Linked DNA regions of Mus musculus: regions 2 and 3 are each linked to region 1. A link is a contact called in public Hi-C and HiChIP or PLAC-seq data. All regions are on one chromosome and are shown on one strand. Each heading gives the region's core, a stretch centred on a gene start, on an enhancer-like site or on the middle of the called end of the contact. The rest is flanking DNA. Distances are from core to core; before and after follow the strand shown.

Region 1 (5,047 bases), core at 638-3,137:
TTGACTAGTTTATCCATCGTGGGTGTTTTATTTTGTTTTGTTTTGTTTTCTTGTGTCACATTATCTTTGGAGATGTAACAGGCAGCAAAGGGAGGGAAAAGGAAGAAAGACTCCAACCATAAGAGCAAACGAAGTGTTGATGCTTGTAAATAAGGATGCTTCTTTTTAAAAAATTACCTTCTCAGAGATGATAGAATACGGTATCATTGTAAAATATTCACATCCAACTGACATTCTCTTACATGAGTTCCTATGATCATGGTTTTGTGTTTCTATACTCAAGAACAGGGCGGAGGGGGGAATGAAATTGAAATATTGCTGAAAAATCCTGCCTACAGATGCAACACTTGGCAAAGACTCCCAGGCACTCCGAAGACTCAAAGCCCACCAGAACCTTGTTGAAGTGGAAATTTCTGGTTTCTGTGGAAACTCGGTTGTGTTCACATGATGTTTTGCTGGAAGCGGTCTTGTGAGAGGATGTTTTATGGAAGCAGACACGTGAGAGTTTGTATGATGTTTTGCTGGAACAGGCGCTTGAGAGGGTGCATGGCATTTAGAAAGAGTATAAATAGAACCCCACAGACTCTGAGAGGATGCTCTTGCATCGCCATGTCGGGCAGCACTTTGCTGGTCTTCACTGGTCTCCACTTCGTAGAGAGAAACTCACCAAAGAGCTTCTCGCGGTATTCCAGCCAATGCTTGCCATTTCTGCTGACCCTGCAGATTCAGAGGAGCCTTGCGATTTCTGCTGGATCGAGCTGCTGCTGCTACTGATTCATGTTTGGTGTTTGCTATTGGACTGGGCTGCTGGTATCCTGACAATAAAGGTTGGAGTTGCTCCAAAAAACTACTTCTAAACAGGTCCACAACCCCTTTTCCTATTAACCTTCTTTCTCCACGACTTTCTCTCTACTCTCCGGTTGGTGGGCTAGAAGGGAGTTTGGAACATTTAAAAACTCTAATTAAAGTAGATTTTGAAAAGTCTAAGCCTATGCCTTGTGGTACCCAGGACTTTGGCAATCAACAGAGCAAACCAAAGAACTAAAGGGGCCATGCATTGCACATGGCAGGGGTGGGGGTGTCTTCTAGGCTGCTGCAAAGCACCAGAGAGTGTGGAAAACATCCCTAAACTGTTTTAAGACTGATCTAGGACCTCAGGAGGTGGCTCTACAGGTAAAAAAGCCCACTGTATGAGCATGAAGACCTGAGTTTATACCCCCAGTACACACATAAAAGCTAAATGTGGTGATATATATCTGGAACTCCAGCATTGAAAAGGTTGAGATGGGGCTCAGGGTGACATAGAGGGACTCACTGGGCAGGCCACCTAATTGAAACAGAGAACTCCAGGTTCAGTGAGAGATGCTGCCTCAAAGCCTAACATGGAGAATAATAGACGAGGTTGCCCAAAGTCGACCTCTGCCCTCTACCTGTACTCCACAAAAGTGTGCATACCCAAACACACGCAGAAGACCGTTTTAGATCCACCATCTCTCAAGTGGTATCAGGTGAGATCAACTTAACAAAGACGAAGCTTCTGACCACAAAGGACTGATGGTTTTCAACTTGTTGCTGCCTATCAGAAAGAAACGTTACCGAGAATGAAACCATTGAGCAAAGGTTGAGAGTGTGAACTGGGGGTGGGGTGCACATGGCTGGCTCTGGCTACCTCTGTCTGTGAAAGGAACAAACTATCACTTATCTCCCAAGCCCTTTCTTATGTCAACAGAACAACCCCCTGGTTCATCCGCCCCTGATTCATACACCTCTGATTCAGTAGGCTCAGTTTGAGGGGAGGTTTTGATTTCTACGGTACAGATGCAGTTGCTAGTAGGTGAAAGGCAGTGCGTTTAGAGCCTCTCTTCCAGCCCTGGGGCTTCTACTTCCTGTCTCTCTCTCTCTCTCTTTTCTTATTAAGGTTAAGCATGAGTCATCACTCTGGTTAAAGGAGAGAGAGAGAGAGAGAGAGAGAGAGAGAGACGGGTTCTTTGCCAATACATCTGTGCAGTGATTCTGAATCAGAAACTGTCCCCACACAGGAGATTTGTGAGGCTGATACATCGGGAGCTGTTCTTATCTCCCCACACACACCCCAAGCCACACCCCTTACCCTGTGTCACTTCCAGGAACCTCGCCTGCAGATGTATGTCAGAAGAAAGTCTGGAAGGGATGAGTTGTATCACCGTCATTTCTCAACTTTAACTTTTATTTTATTTGCGTGGTGTGTGAGAGATAGATGTGTGTACATGTTTCTCTCTCTCTCTCTCTCTCTCTCTCTTTCTCTCTGTGTGTGTGTGTGTGTGTGTGTGTGTGTGTGTGTGTGTGTGTAAAGAATCTGGGTATGTTGAAACATGTCTTTAATTCAAGCATTTGCACTTGGAAGCAGAGACAATTGGATCTCTGTGAGTACCCTGACAGATGAGCTACCATAGTGAGATTCTCTTGCAAAATTTTTTGTTTTGAGAAGACTATAGTTGTCTCTTCATAATTATATACTGACATAAAAGTTTCCACTCAATCTTCTTTGAAGATATGAATTTAATAATGACTATATTGAACATCTACTAGACAGCAGGTACTATCATAAGGATTTTATATACAACTTCCTATTTAATTATCATAGTAAAGAAAGCATAGTGTAGCTGAGAAAACCAAAGACAAACAGTTTGGAGGCAGAGGGTAGGCTACAGAGACAGCTCAGTGATTAAGAGCACGAGCTGTCCTTCCAGGAGACACAGGTTCAATTCCCGGGACCCACAGGGCAGTTTACAAGCTGTAACTCCAGTTCCAGAGGTTCCAGTGTCGTCTTCTGGTCTCCAAAGGCACCAGGCACATACACGGTGCACAGACATACCTGCAGCAAAACACCCATAAAATAAAATAATGAAAAAAGTTTAAAACAGACCTTAAGGAACTTATTCAGATCCACACAGCCATAAAGGAATGGAACCTGGCCTCAGAAGTAGGCTAGTAAAGGATAAAGCTACATGGAATTGTTCTATGTGCATGTAAGGGAATTATACCTACTCCATGAATTCATACACACATGAAATTAGAAACTTTAGGTTTTAGTAAATGTCTCACTTCACTGATAGCAACTGACTTCTTAATTAACATTTTTAATGTTTGCATATTTATTTGGGGTATGTGTATGGGCATCTAAATGCCATGACACCTTATGAAGTTTCGAGGACAATTTGAATGTTTCTGTTCTCTCCTTCTACCATGTGAGTTTCAGGGGTTGAGCTCAGGCTGGGTGACCCCTGAACCATCTCACCATCCCAATACTGACTTTTTTTTTTAACATTCATGCAAACGTTAATAATACCGTAATACTTTACGTCTAATCACCCAACACTCTGAGTGGTTAATTCTATGTATCAACTTGGCTGAGTCATAGTGTCCAGACATGGGTCAAATATCATTCTGGATGTTTCTGTGAAGGATATTTGTGAAAGAATTAACATTTCAATTTGTGGCTTTGATGTGGGTGGGTCTCCTCCACTCACACAAAGACTTGAACAGATGAGACTGGCATGTTCAGGACAGTTCAGACATAGACAAGACTTGAAGTGGAATAAAACCAAAAGCAACAAAACAAACAAACAAAAAATCCATTGACCTCCCCCAAATACAAGGAGACTCTGGTAACAGGTGCCTTCAAGCTAGAACTGCTGATTTTGAGCTTGCCAGTCTTCATGACTGCAGGAGCCAATTTGTTGAAATACATCCTACTGGTTCTGTTTCTCTAGAGTACTCTAAAATACCACCATACTTCACAAGTCAGAAGATAACATTTGACAAAATATAAGCCAACATGAGACATAGTTTCAATATTGACAATGCTAGAAAAACAAAAATGATTTGGAGCCAGCAAGAGAGCTCAGTGGGTAGAGAGGTATGTGTTCCCAGGACTGACAACCTGTGTTCCATCTCTGGATCCTATAAAATAACAGGAAAGAACAGAGTTCTGAGAGTTATTATCTGACTTCCAAATGTATGCCATGGCATGAACATGCCTGCACACACACACATAGATAGATAGATAGATAGATAGATAGATAGATAGATAGATAGATAGATCGGTCTTAAGCCAATAGTTTGAAGTTTTTTGGAGCTTAAGAAGCCTAGGCCCTAATTTACTGCTTTGGGTTTTTCAGAAATAGAATTCAGGAATGCATATTTTTGTTAAGCCCTATTCTGTGTCACTGTGTTGGTTAATCTCAATTGTCGACCTGATGAACTGCTAGGCATCCCTGTGAAAGACCTTGATTAGGCTAATTAAGATCAGATGACCCATCCACTGTGAGTGGCGCTATTCCCTGAGCTAAGGTCTTGAACTGTACAAGGAGAAGCTGAGCTGAGCTGAGCGTGAGTGTTCATTGTTCTTTCTCTGCTCCTTGGCTTTGCATGCAGTGTGACTGGCTGCTCAGGCTCTGCCACTGTGACACCTCCACAATGATGGACTGGAACCTAGAGCTATGAGCCAAAATAAATTCTTCCTTCATTCAGTTGACTTCGTCAGGTGTTTTATCATAACAACAGGAGAAGTAACTAAGACCAATTGCTGACTGGAAAGAACTGCATTGTAAGAAACTAGGATGACTTCATACCAGTCTAAAGAGTCAAGGCTTTGCTACAGTAGCAAATAACCCCCAAATCCCAGTGTTCATGCCTCATGAGTCAAGGCTTTGCTATAGTAGCAAATAACCCCCAAATCCAGGTGTTCATGCCAGCTGGGCAAGGGGTTTGTCACTAGAATACTTTTCCTTGAGCTCTGTGCATTAGGTTCCTGGTAAGAAACAGATGACAAACATGCCTACGTAGTAAAGGAGATGTTGCTAGATGAGCTAGTTATAAAGGTGCGGATGAAGGTGAGGATAGCCAACATCAGTGAACAGGAAATAAGGGGAGGCATCACTCAGCAAGAACTGGAGATCTTTGACAGAGGAATACCCCTGTCCCGTGACAACCTGAGAAGGAAAGGTTAAAGGTAATAGGTATCCCAGTGTTCCTCTCCTTTGCCTTCTGAGTTCTGGTTACTTCT
Region 2 (5,047 bases), core at 1,897-4,396, 160 kb after region 1:
GGGTGCTGGGAACTGAACTTGGGTCCTCTGGAAGATCAACAAGTGCTCTTAATGCCTGAGAAATCTCTCCAGCCCCTAGCCTTAAGTTCTGTGAAGAGACAAAAGAGCCAAAGTCTTGGCTTTTAATTTCAGAAGCTCAGGTCAACTACAAGACACAGATTTGCAAGAATGTGGGATGTTAAAGGGTCTGTTTTCCAGACTTTTAGGAGCGGGACTTCCTGGTCTTTTGAAAAATGGCCTTCATCATTGTTTGCATAGCTGTGAAGAGATACCATGACCAAGGCAACTCTTATAAGGATAATATTTAATTGGGGCTGGCTTACAGGTTCAGAGGTTCAGTCCATTCTTATAAAGGTGGGGAACATGGCAGCATCCAGGCAGGCATGGTGCAGAAGTTGCTGAGAGTTCTACATCTTCATCTGAAGGGCGGTAGGTTAAGACAGCAGGTTAGGAGGAGGGTCTCATTGCCCACCCCTACAGTGACACACTTACTCTAACAAGGCACACTTTCTAATGGAGTGGCACAAATAAGAAGTGGATGTCCAGGTAGACTGTGACAGACTCATCGTAGGTCATATGACAGGTTTTGTTTGTTGGCTCACTCTGCAGAGGTCCTTTCAGCACGTGGTAGACGAATTTGAAATGTGGTTACAGGTCAGGAAGTGACTGAGCAGGTAAAGACCCCTGTACTGAAGTGTAACAATCAGAGTTAGATCCCTGGGACCAACATGGTTAAAGGAAGAACTGACTCTCCACACACTGTCCTCTGACTTTTACATGCATGCTGTGGCATGTTCCCACACTAATAAAGAAATGTAATAAAAACATTTTTTTTAAAGGGATAGTTGTCTGGTCTATGAGAATAGCCTTGATGCTCTATAGACTTTCCTGTCTGTTCAGAATGGTGTGGGCAAATACTCATGTGTTTCCCTTCAAGGGCAATGGAAAAATTGAAGAGAAAAAGACTTGTGAGGAGTTTAGAGGTGGGTGACAGGGTGGGAAGCAGTGGCTGTCCCATGCATGAACTGGTAACTGGTGGCCACCCGTGAGTGAGATCTTCAAAGTGTGCCCAGGGGTGCCCAACATTTTGACACTGTGATGCTATTACACACACACACACACACACACACACAAAATCTCATACTTTTAAGTCAGTTTACAATCTTGTCTTTGACCACATTCAGAGCTCTCTTTAGCTGCATGTGACCTGTGGCTGTGTGGTAGATACTGCTATAGTGCTAAGGACAGATGGTACCCGATGCCTTTCGGTACACCTCCATGTTACCCAGTGCTTACCCCCAAACTTGCTTGTAACCTCTCAAGTGGGAGAAGGGATTACCACAGACAAACCTGGATTCATAGAATTGACTCCCTGAAATCAAACTTCCTAACAATGGCCACTTGGGTCAGAGGCTAAATTTGATTATACAGAAGAAAAGAATATATTTTTTTTCTTGAACACATTTGGATGTGTGGATTATCTATCTTATAGAACAATCATTTATCTCATGACAATAAACCTCATATCAAGTCCGCCCTCCTGAATCTCCCTTCATTTAGTGCCAAGCCTTCTGAGACTGTTGTCACACGTAGGACCTCCAATCTTTAAGTCCACTAGTTTCTTAGCCCTTTCTAGGTGTCGTCTGGTTCTACTGCCCACATGTCACTCATGAAACCCAGGCTTTGGGTCATCATTATCCCTCTTATAATTTAGAAAAACACTTTAATGACTAAAGAGCTTCACCAATGTTCTGCCCCTTGGAGCCAAACCCACCTCTCTACCTTGATGATCAAAATAGCTTAAGATGAAGATTTTCGAGCTTCAGACAGGTTCACAGTTCTTGAGGCGTTTTTAATGCTCTTCTTGTGTCTCTTTGTTTGGGGACCTACCATCACCACCGAGGGTTGTTAGAACTAAAACATGAACCTGGTGTCTATGCTTGAGAATCACATGTGCCGTAAACAGATTAAAATGAAAGCCGCAGCCAGCAGAATGTGGATGCGGTTCACCCTCATCGTGCTGACTCCCTCACCTACATCCTGTGGACTGATCAGAGAGGACCCTTTTGTTGTTTTCCGGTATTTTCCTTTGCCCACCTGGTCAGACGGCAACTGTTTCTGATTCTGCTTTGCACCTGAATTCTGTTGGTGCCCAGCGATGCCTGAGATGACGCCCACTGGCATCCTTACTGTTTGGGTTAAATGAGTGGCCTCAAGCCGACCAAAGGCATCGTGCCTGCACAAACAACAACGAAAAACAAAAACCCAATGCCTTCCCGTGCTTAGGCTTTGAGTTTGAGCCACTTGATGCTTCCCCATGTGGTGGTGGTTTCTCATTTGCTACTGGTCCCTAAATATAGCAAGGATCTTTCAGTAATTGGTTTATAGCATTCAACAAGATGTACTGCGAACAAACGCCCACAGGTGGACTCATTTCAAAGTCCTTTTAACCGCGATGGTCCTTGAGGCAATACTGATTGCTTTTCTCGTGGAGCTGGTCCTTTAATACAAGTCATCGGAGCCGCCTGTGGTCTGGCTCGCAATTATCCACTCGTTAGTCACCCATCCTGTTCACATCTAATTAGTTAATTGGCCATTTATTCACTAACTCATTAATTCACGCAGGTTTCCAGTTAGAGTCCTCCATTAAGTCGCTTAATAGAGATCTGATAGCCTACTACACACAAGGCTCTATTTTCACCTTGGAGACAAAACAAGAGGATGAGAGGAGTCTTGGTCCTCACACACAGGAGGCACCTGTGTGATCCTTGCTTCTCTCTCCCCCACCTGCTCCCTGCTTTGCTCCTTTGAGCTAGGGCTCAGGGTCGACATTGCTGGAAAGAAGCACCAGGCCCGGATGAATTGAAAAAAGCAAGGCAGGATACCAAGTGTTTGTTCAGCGGGAGAATAGAGCGGGCAAGAAACCTGGAGAGGAGCGGGCCAGGTTGCTAGCTGCTTTGTCTTAGGGAGGGATGATGCTACGGGCTGGGCAGGGCAGGTTCGGTGGCGGTCGGCTCCGCTAGGGTGTGGGGACGCTGGCGGGGGCGACCCAGCTGGCAGCCACCACGGGGCTCGGGGCGGCGCGACGGGGGCGCGCGGCGGGAGCGTCTGTGCGCGTCGCGGCCCTCGAGCGCGCGGGGCCTGTCGAGAACGCGCGCGGCCGGGCGCGGCGTGGGTACCCCAGCCGCGGGCGGCCGCCCTGCAACCCCCCGACGCGACCATGGCGACTGACAGTAAGTGCGGGGTTCCCCGGGGGCGGGGGCAAGGCATCCGGGGTGGCAAGTTCTCCTCCCGCGCGCGCCTGCCTTTGTGCCCAGCTCGCGGGGGCAGCGACCGGGTACCCCATCTCCGGAGCCCGCCCTTGTTACCGTGCCCATCACCTGCTATGGCTGACAGGACTGGATAGGGTTGGGGATCCGAGGACCTCTCAGGAGGGATGCAGCACCCGACTGGAGGGGACACTTGATGCTTGAAGGCAGCAGGGCTGGGCCTCGCAGCCCTTTGGGGACTGCCTCCAGGCCCACAGCCAGTTTTTAGGGAGCCCAGTATTGGGGCGCTGTGAGTTCAAGGTTTTCCTGGAGTTCTGGGTCAGATTGGCACGCCCTCTTCCTGGTGGGTGGCCCCACTGGGCTCTGTTCTGGGGCTCTGAAGCCACAGACCTTGCCTGGCTGCCATGGAGAGTGAATGAAAGGGGCGTGCAGAGAAGGAAGGTTGACACCGAAGACTGGAAGAGTTGCAAGGCTTCAGGCTGGCCTGCTGTTGGCATCTTGGAGTCTTTGCTGCTGTTTTTGGAAATTAGGGTTACCGCTAAGAAAACTGGTTACATGTAGCTGTAGCTTGACCTGTTAGTGGAACCTCAAAAGGAGTGCAGAGTAAAATAAGTCACAACACTTGTCTTAGACTTAGCATCTAAAGTCCTCAGCAAAAGTCATGGCACACAGTAGGGACTTCATTCACTGAATGTACCATGTGATTACAGACAATAATAAGGCAATTTTGAGAGATGAGAGGGGACAAAATAGGTGTTGAGGGTCAAAATTTCATTATTTTTTCCTTCAAACTTATCATTATTCAGTCAAGAACACAGCTTGCATACAGTACAGAGGATGCACAGTTTCGAGTTAAAAGCTATGATGACATTTTTATATCCCAAGTCCCTCAGTAGTGGGATTGTGGCCCTGTTCCCAACCTTAAAACTGTGGCTGTTGGATTTAAAGGCTCAAGTCAGTAATCCCAGGACTTGAGCGGCTGAGGCAGGAGGATATCAAGTTACAAACCCTGTTTCAAAAAAAGTATATGTATGTGTAGATTATGTGTATACACATGCGTAGTGAGCCTGCCATACCCGGGAAAGTGATGGGTATCTATCTCATAAGTAGTAGGCATGCAAGAGAAATGGACATGTGTGTGGTTGCTCACTCATCTCCCATTCGCCATCATTTCGTTTGTGTGGCGACACCAATGGACCCTCTCTGCTTTCTGTAGATCAGGGGGTGGCACAAAATTAACTACTAGAGACAACCCTTTTTGCTCTCAGCTCTGCTTCTATGGACAAAAGTATACACATTAGGTAGGTCTAGGGGGAAGAAGCTATACATTTAGATTTTTATTAACAAAGAAACAATTGCACTTGCCCTTATTTGTGTAAATGGTAACTAAAGAGTTCCAGCGATACAGAATTTCTATCTTCAGTTCTTCAGGTAAGGGGATGTCAGGTGAGAGGCAGGGGGACGGGGAACACCATCACACAGTGAGGAGATGGCCTCACTAAGATGCATCAAACCTGGGTACAATCTGCCTCGATGTTGCCTGATTGCTTTTGTTTCGGGGTTCTCGCCTCCTTACATTTCTCCTTGAGGGAAAACCCAGCTGTAAAGCCAGGCAGAGGGCAGCCTGTTGTGCTCTGTCGTTCTTGGAAGGGATCCCAAGGAAGCTTCTCTGTGATTATAGCTTGTGAGTATAGGTAGGACACAGAGGTATTTATATATATATTTGTCTGGAAAACAGTCTTTACACACAAAAAGGATGAGAACTCGGAGAGACTGTC
Region 3 (5,047 bases), core at 1,453-3,952, 140 kb before region 1:
TTCAGGCATGGACAGAAATGACCAGGGTTATACTGTGAAAAGATTTCTCTGAAGGATGGGGCGCAGTCAGGAAGGCGAGGACAGCTTAGGACAAGATGGCAGACAGCTTGGATGTAAACAAAGGTCTTGTTAGGATGGTGTCAGTAGATGCAGGAAGGATGAGGGCACTGGCTGCCAGGATGTGGCCAGACATCCAAGCCAAGTTTCTGGCATGGGCAGCTTTCGTTGACTGCTGCAACTGGCTGTCCTAGGAGGCTCTGATAAATGTGTAATTGCTGGATTTAATTTCCCAGTGTGCACCTGCGTCGTCCATAAACGCTGCCATCATCTAATTGTTACAGCCTGCACTTGCCAAAACAATATTAACAAAGTGGATGCCAAGGTAAGTGAGTGCTAGTTTGCTGACTAAGCACAATTCCCTCTGTGTGTGCTCTCTCTCTCTCTCTCTCTCTCTCTCTCTCTCTCTCTCTCTCTCTCTCTCTACTCTTCCCTACTCACCTCTCCCCACAGCCCTCCCATAGTCCTTAGGACCCACAACAGTGCTGCTGGAATTTGTATTTCTGTTCTTTGGCAGTCTGACCTCACTTTGCCTAGTGGTAACTTTGCCTCACTTCCACAGAATGCCTCCCCATAACTACCCATACTAACATAGTATATGGATAGTAACCCATAACTACCCATAGTAACCCATAACTATCCACAGTAACCTGTACTAACAGGAGAAAAGGGTTACTTTGTCTTGTGGTTTTAGATACTTCAGACTGAAGAATGGGGAGAGCTGTACAGAGCAGAACAGTTCCCGGCAGGGTGGAGAAGAAACTGATTCTGAGACTTAGGGTGGGGTATTACCTGCAAAATTCTGCCACTAAGAATGGACTTTTAAAAAGCTAGATCCCACCTCTCAGTGACTCTGTAGCCATGCTCAGTGGCACTACTGACTGGGGACCCCTGAATTTTGAACACAAGCTTGTGAGACTTATTTAGCATTCAGAGCATAACACCTTGCAAGGACACAGTCAGTGTTCAGCTGATCAAAGATGTAGACACCACTTACACTGTTCTAGAGAGAGGACTCTAGTTGGGGGAAAGAGGCCTGGGCCTATTATATAGCATCTGGCTTTTCCAATGCTGAGGCCTGCCTCCACTAGTGATCCTTGTCAGCCCAGGCCTGATCCACAGCCTCTGTGTATCAGTCTGAAATATCTGGGCCTCACTCGTGTGTATTAGCAGCAGTTAAATTGAATTGACAAGTATGTCAACTGTACATAATGCTTGCTAAGCAAAGAGACACTGGGCCTCCTTCAGCCTCGTAGGGACTCCAGGGAAATGTGTTTAAGCTTCCGTTGCGTTTCCCTGGGATGGGCAGATGTTCTAAATTCAAGAGGGAGAAAGCAAGGGGAGTGTTGTTGAAACTTAGTGGACTTGCAGATGCTTGGGAAAGCCCAACTTGGGGACTCATGACATGAACATGCATGATAGTGAAACACACAGAGAGATATGAACTAGAGCTCGTAAAGGAAAGAGGCCAGGAAAGTCCAGAGAGGAACAGTCATTGTCTTACCCTTTCTCATGCTGCACCTGTAGTTTTTGCTTCAATTTGTAAGGCTGACCAGAGAGCATATGGCAAGGGGGTACAAGAGATATGACACATAAGAGACCATTAAGTTGGCACTCACTTTGTCTATAAGCAAATGCCAGAGGCTAGAGGGGCTGAGTGAGGTGGCCACTGCAGGGTCACTGTGGCATGACGCAGAGAGCGTTTTGATCCGAATATAAAAGATGAAGGAAATGATAACTTCTCCTTCTTTCTCCAAATGGTGAATGGTTCATCATATACCTATATCCTGTATCTTAGTCCTGTCTTATTCATCAACAAAGTGTGCTAAGATCCAAATAGCAGGACAGTTCTGCATGGTATAATAATATACCCAGCACGGGTGTCACCATAATCCTCGTCATTTCCCACTCCGGTCATCACAAAAGACATTGCTGAGAGAGTTGACCTATCCTCCTCTTCCCCCAGATTGCAGAACAGCGGTTTGGCATCAACATCCCACACAAGTTCAACGTTCACAATTACAAGGTGCCCACGTTCTGTGACCACTGTGGCTCCCTGCTCTGGGGGATAATGCGACAAGGACTTCAGTGTAAAAGTAAGGAGTGCTGGCTTCCTCCTTCTCTCTGTGACAGCATTGTACTATAAGCCTTTGAAGTTCTGTGGGCTTATAATCTGACCTGGGGCTGATGGTTTACATATTAATACCTGAGTTGTGTTATTTAAGCATCACTGGTTGGGCTGGAGTACATGTAAAGAGAAGTGTGTCAGATCCCTATAATAATATAGATTAAATTAGAAGTTACATCTAAAGATCTACTGTGCTAGTTGTTGGCTACTTGTTGCTGAGTATGCTTTTAAGAGGCATTTGAAAGAGGGCTTTGAAAATGGGTTCTCTGAGAGAGAGAGAGAGAGAGAGAGAGAGAGAGAGAGAGAGAGAGAAAGAGAGAGAGAGAGCACAGGTGGGAGGAGGTATAGCTGAATGACCAGAAGAGAAGGTTTGGGTTCTAAGTGAGAACTGGCTCTCATCAGAAGTAGGGAGCAGTTGAGCTGTCACATTAGCAGGAGCTGCGTGGGTTGTCTGCAAGAGTCCTGTGGTGTGACTGAAGAAGCTGGTAGGGCAAAGAGCGAGAGCTGAAGCTTTGATGGTGGCTGGCACCTCACCAACTGCACACGGTGCTGTTTGGAGCTCTTGCCTTTTCAAAGGCTCTGAGTGGGGTAAAGGCCAGCACCTGTTTTGTTAGGGGTTGTGGAGCTATTGGCCCGGAGTCATTTTCCATGAGTATGTGATTATCTGGGGTGCACCTGAAGCCTTATGAGACACACACTAGGATGACAACTTTCGTTGGCTGTCTGGGACAGTCAAACTGTCTGTCAGCAAAAGGGACCAAATTCTAGCAAGGCGTAGTAACTCATGCCTCTAATTCCAGCACCAAGGGTCGATCTACATAGTGAGGCCCAGAGCAGCCTGGGGTAAGAAGAAAACCAGCACAAACAGCCCATCTCTCTGGCCCTGTGGCACCGTTTTTCATTCACCTGAAGCAGCAGCAAGCTTAAGTGAAGCAGCAGCTTTGCCTGAGGTGTTGCTTGCTACTGGTCTCAGGCTCTCACGGGGAGTGAGCCACTTCCGTTTTCCTGTATTTCCGGCTAGGGTACAGATCCACACATAGGGATCACCTGTAGCCCTCTGTTCCCGGGTGCCCCAGAGCAGCAGACCTGCAGTGACTTGACTCCTTCAACTTTTGGTTTTATTGCCACAGGGCTTTTCTAAAAGGCCTTTGTCGTTTGCATCTCTCTATACCAGTCGATTTCCCATGAAGCTAATGGAGCTTAAGCATCAGGGCCTCTCTCTGCTTCACGCGGTGTCCGTTTTCATAAAGAAAGCTTCCCAAAGGACAAACGCAATCCCCATAACGTCTAGGTTGTTCTGTGTCTCCAAAGACGGAGTGGCTCCATCGAAGAGACATTTATTGCACAAGGCTTCAGCCGGGCCTTCTGTCAGCAGGACCCACTTCAAGAAACATGATAGTAATTTATGTCTGCCGATTAAACCTGGGAGCTGTCATTGTCCCGGGAGCTTCACAGATAACAAGAAATGTAGCTTGCTTTGCTCCCTTCTCCAAATGTCATTAACCCTGACCTTCAAACACTTCAAAGTTTGCTATTTTTTTTCTTCCCTATAAAACAGTTAGAACCACAGCCCTACCGGATGTTCTTTGTGGGCTAGGAGTACCACCCAACCACAGCAGTACCCGGAAAGAAGGTGCATAAACCCTTCAGAAACCCATTTCCACCTTGTTTGAACAGTGACCAAGCTGCAGCCTGGAGACTGCTGCCTTTATTTAATGGCAAGAGGGAGTGCAGTCAGTTAGCATGATCCTTTGTTATCTAACCGCCCCGTGATGGTCTCTGTGATGAGCATCTTCATCTCTGTATCGTGTCTTGCTGCCAAGGCAACTGTTACGTGTGATTTAGATGAGTCTATCCTCTCGAGCCACGGTGAAGAGAGTCAAAATCTATTATTCGAAGCCTGCTATTCTTTCATGCTCTAGCATTTCTGCCTCTGCACTAATCAGAAGCAGGGAAAATGCCAGGACTTGTTCTAAATGCGAGTTTAATCTTGTGAGATCACACTGCCAGCTGCCCGTATCGTTCTTCTGTCACAGTCGTTAGGCTACCGATGTTCCCTGCAAGCACGTTTGTGAACCTGGATTCTCTTCTCTTCCCTCCAGTATGTAAGATGAATGTACATATTCGGTGTCAGGCGAACGTGGCCCCAAACTGCGGGGTGAATGCCGTGGAGCTTGCCAAGACCCTGGCAGGGATGGGTCTCCAACCCGGAAATATTTCTCCAACCTCGGTGAGCCCTTTGCCTCTGGCTGTGTATTGTAGGTTGCAAGTTATTCCGGTGCAATGAGCTCAAATGAGAGTCTAGGGGGACATAATCTCAGCAAATCCAGTGAACAAGTCTGCTGTGCTTTAAAAAAGGCATTTTATCTCCCCAACTAGAGTCTACACAGTTAGGGCTCAAAACAGTGAGCATGCATGTATATCATGAAGCAAGAGAACGGACTCACCCCCCACCTCCCCTTAAAATCAGCTTCCTATCAATCTGGTCTGGCAAGAATCTCAGAATCCAGATGCCTAGGGTACGCCCCTGGCTGGTGTCCAATCGGGACAGCTGGTCAGAAGCCACCGGCCTCTGCTTCCTTATCTCTAAATGGGGTTGAAGGTGCCAGTGCCTGGGGTTCTCCACTTCCCTAGACTGCAGCACGTGTCCAGGGTTGTGAGTTCATCTCCTGCTTTCTGCAGCAGACAGCTCCTTCCTCGGGACGCTTGGGAATGGGTGGAGTGGTTTTCTTGCCCTGGCTGTGTTTTGTCCTGCAACCTCCCCAAGTGACATCCAGCTGATGCTGTCCATCAGAGCCTTAGCTGCTGCTTCCTAGTTCTTAGTGTTGTCTTTCTGGCCCACATCCTTGGTTGGAGGCTGGG

Evidence for each region. A called contact is a pair of places that touch in the nucleus more often than the background predicts. HiChIP or PLAC-seq counts read pairs in DNA pulled down with a chosen protein or histone mark.
Region 2: a contact with region 1 is called in a Hi-C map of Th2 cells, with 1.8 times the contacts expected there. The contact joins the promoter of Syt16 here to the enhancer-like site in region 1. A contact is called at or near these places in 2 of 39 promoter capture datasets (neutrophils and pre-B cells), 1 of 15 datasets of contacts at CTCF or cohesin (the NIH/3T3 cell line), 2 of 484 Hi-C or Micro-C datasets (the HPC-5 cell line and Th2 cells), 1 of 115 datasets of contacts at active chromatin or transcription factors (large pre-B cells) and 2 of 9 other capture datasets (adipose tissue and liver).
Region 3: a contact with region 1 is called in a BATF HiChIP or PLAC-seq map of CD8 T cells, with 7 read pairs. The contact joins two enhancer-like sites. A contact is called at or near these places in 6 of 484 Hi-C or Micro-C datasets (the HL-1 cell line, Th1 cells, Th2 cells and 3 more), 3 of 115 datasets of contacts at active chromatin or transcription factors (CD8 T cells, Th17 cells and pancreatic cancer cells) and 1 of 9 other capture datasets (embryonic stem cells).

What each region holds. Positions count from the first base shown.
Region 1 is chr12:73,840,519-73,845,565 of GRCm38.p6, forward strand. No RefSeq gene overlaps it. Among named protein-coding and RNA genes, the nearest start is that of Gm8075, 47 kb to the left of the region's middle. Within about 2 kb of position 1,888, at least 95 of the 459 cell types and tissues checked have an H3K27ac peak or open chromatin away from gene starts, as enhancers often do. A contact at or near this core is called in CD8 T cells, the NIH/3T3 cell line, Th1 cells and 3 more, where this site is marked.
Region 2 is chr12:73,994,631-73,999,677 of GRCm38.p6, forward strand. Syt16 (synaptotagmin XVI) reads left to right here and starts at 3,147. Exons shown (of 8, transcript NM_001364282.1): 1 at 3,147-3,233.
Region 3 is chr12:73,695,894-73,700,940 of GRCm38.p6, forward strand. Prkch (protein kinase C, eta) reads left to right here. Exons shown (of 14, transcript NM_008856.4): 5 at 294-382; 6 at 2,024-2,153; 7 at 4,288-4,415. Among named protein-coding and RNA genes, the nearest start is that of Gm34189, 84 kb to the right of the region's middle. Within about 2 kb of position 2,703, at least 49 of the 459 cell types and tissues checked have an H3K27ac peak or open chromatin away from gene starts, as enhancers often do. A contact at or near this core is called in CD8 T cells, Th1 cells, Th17 cells and 2 more, where this site is marked.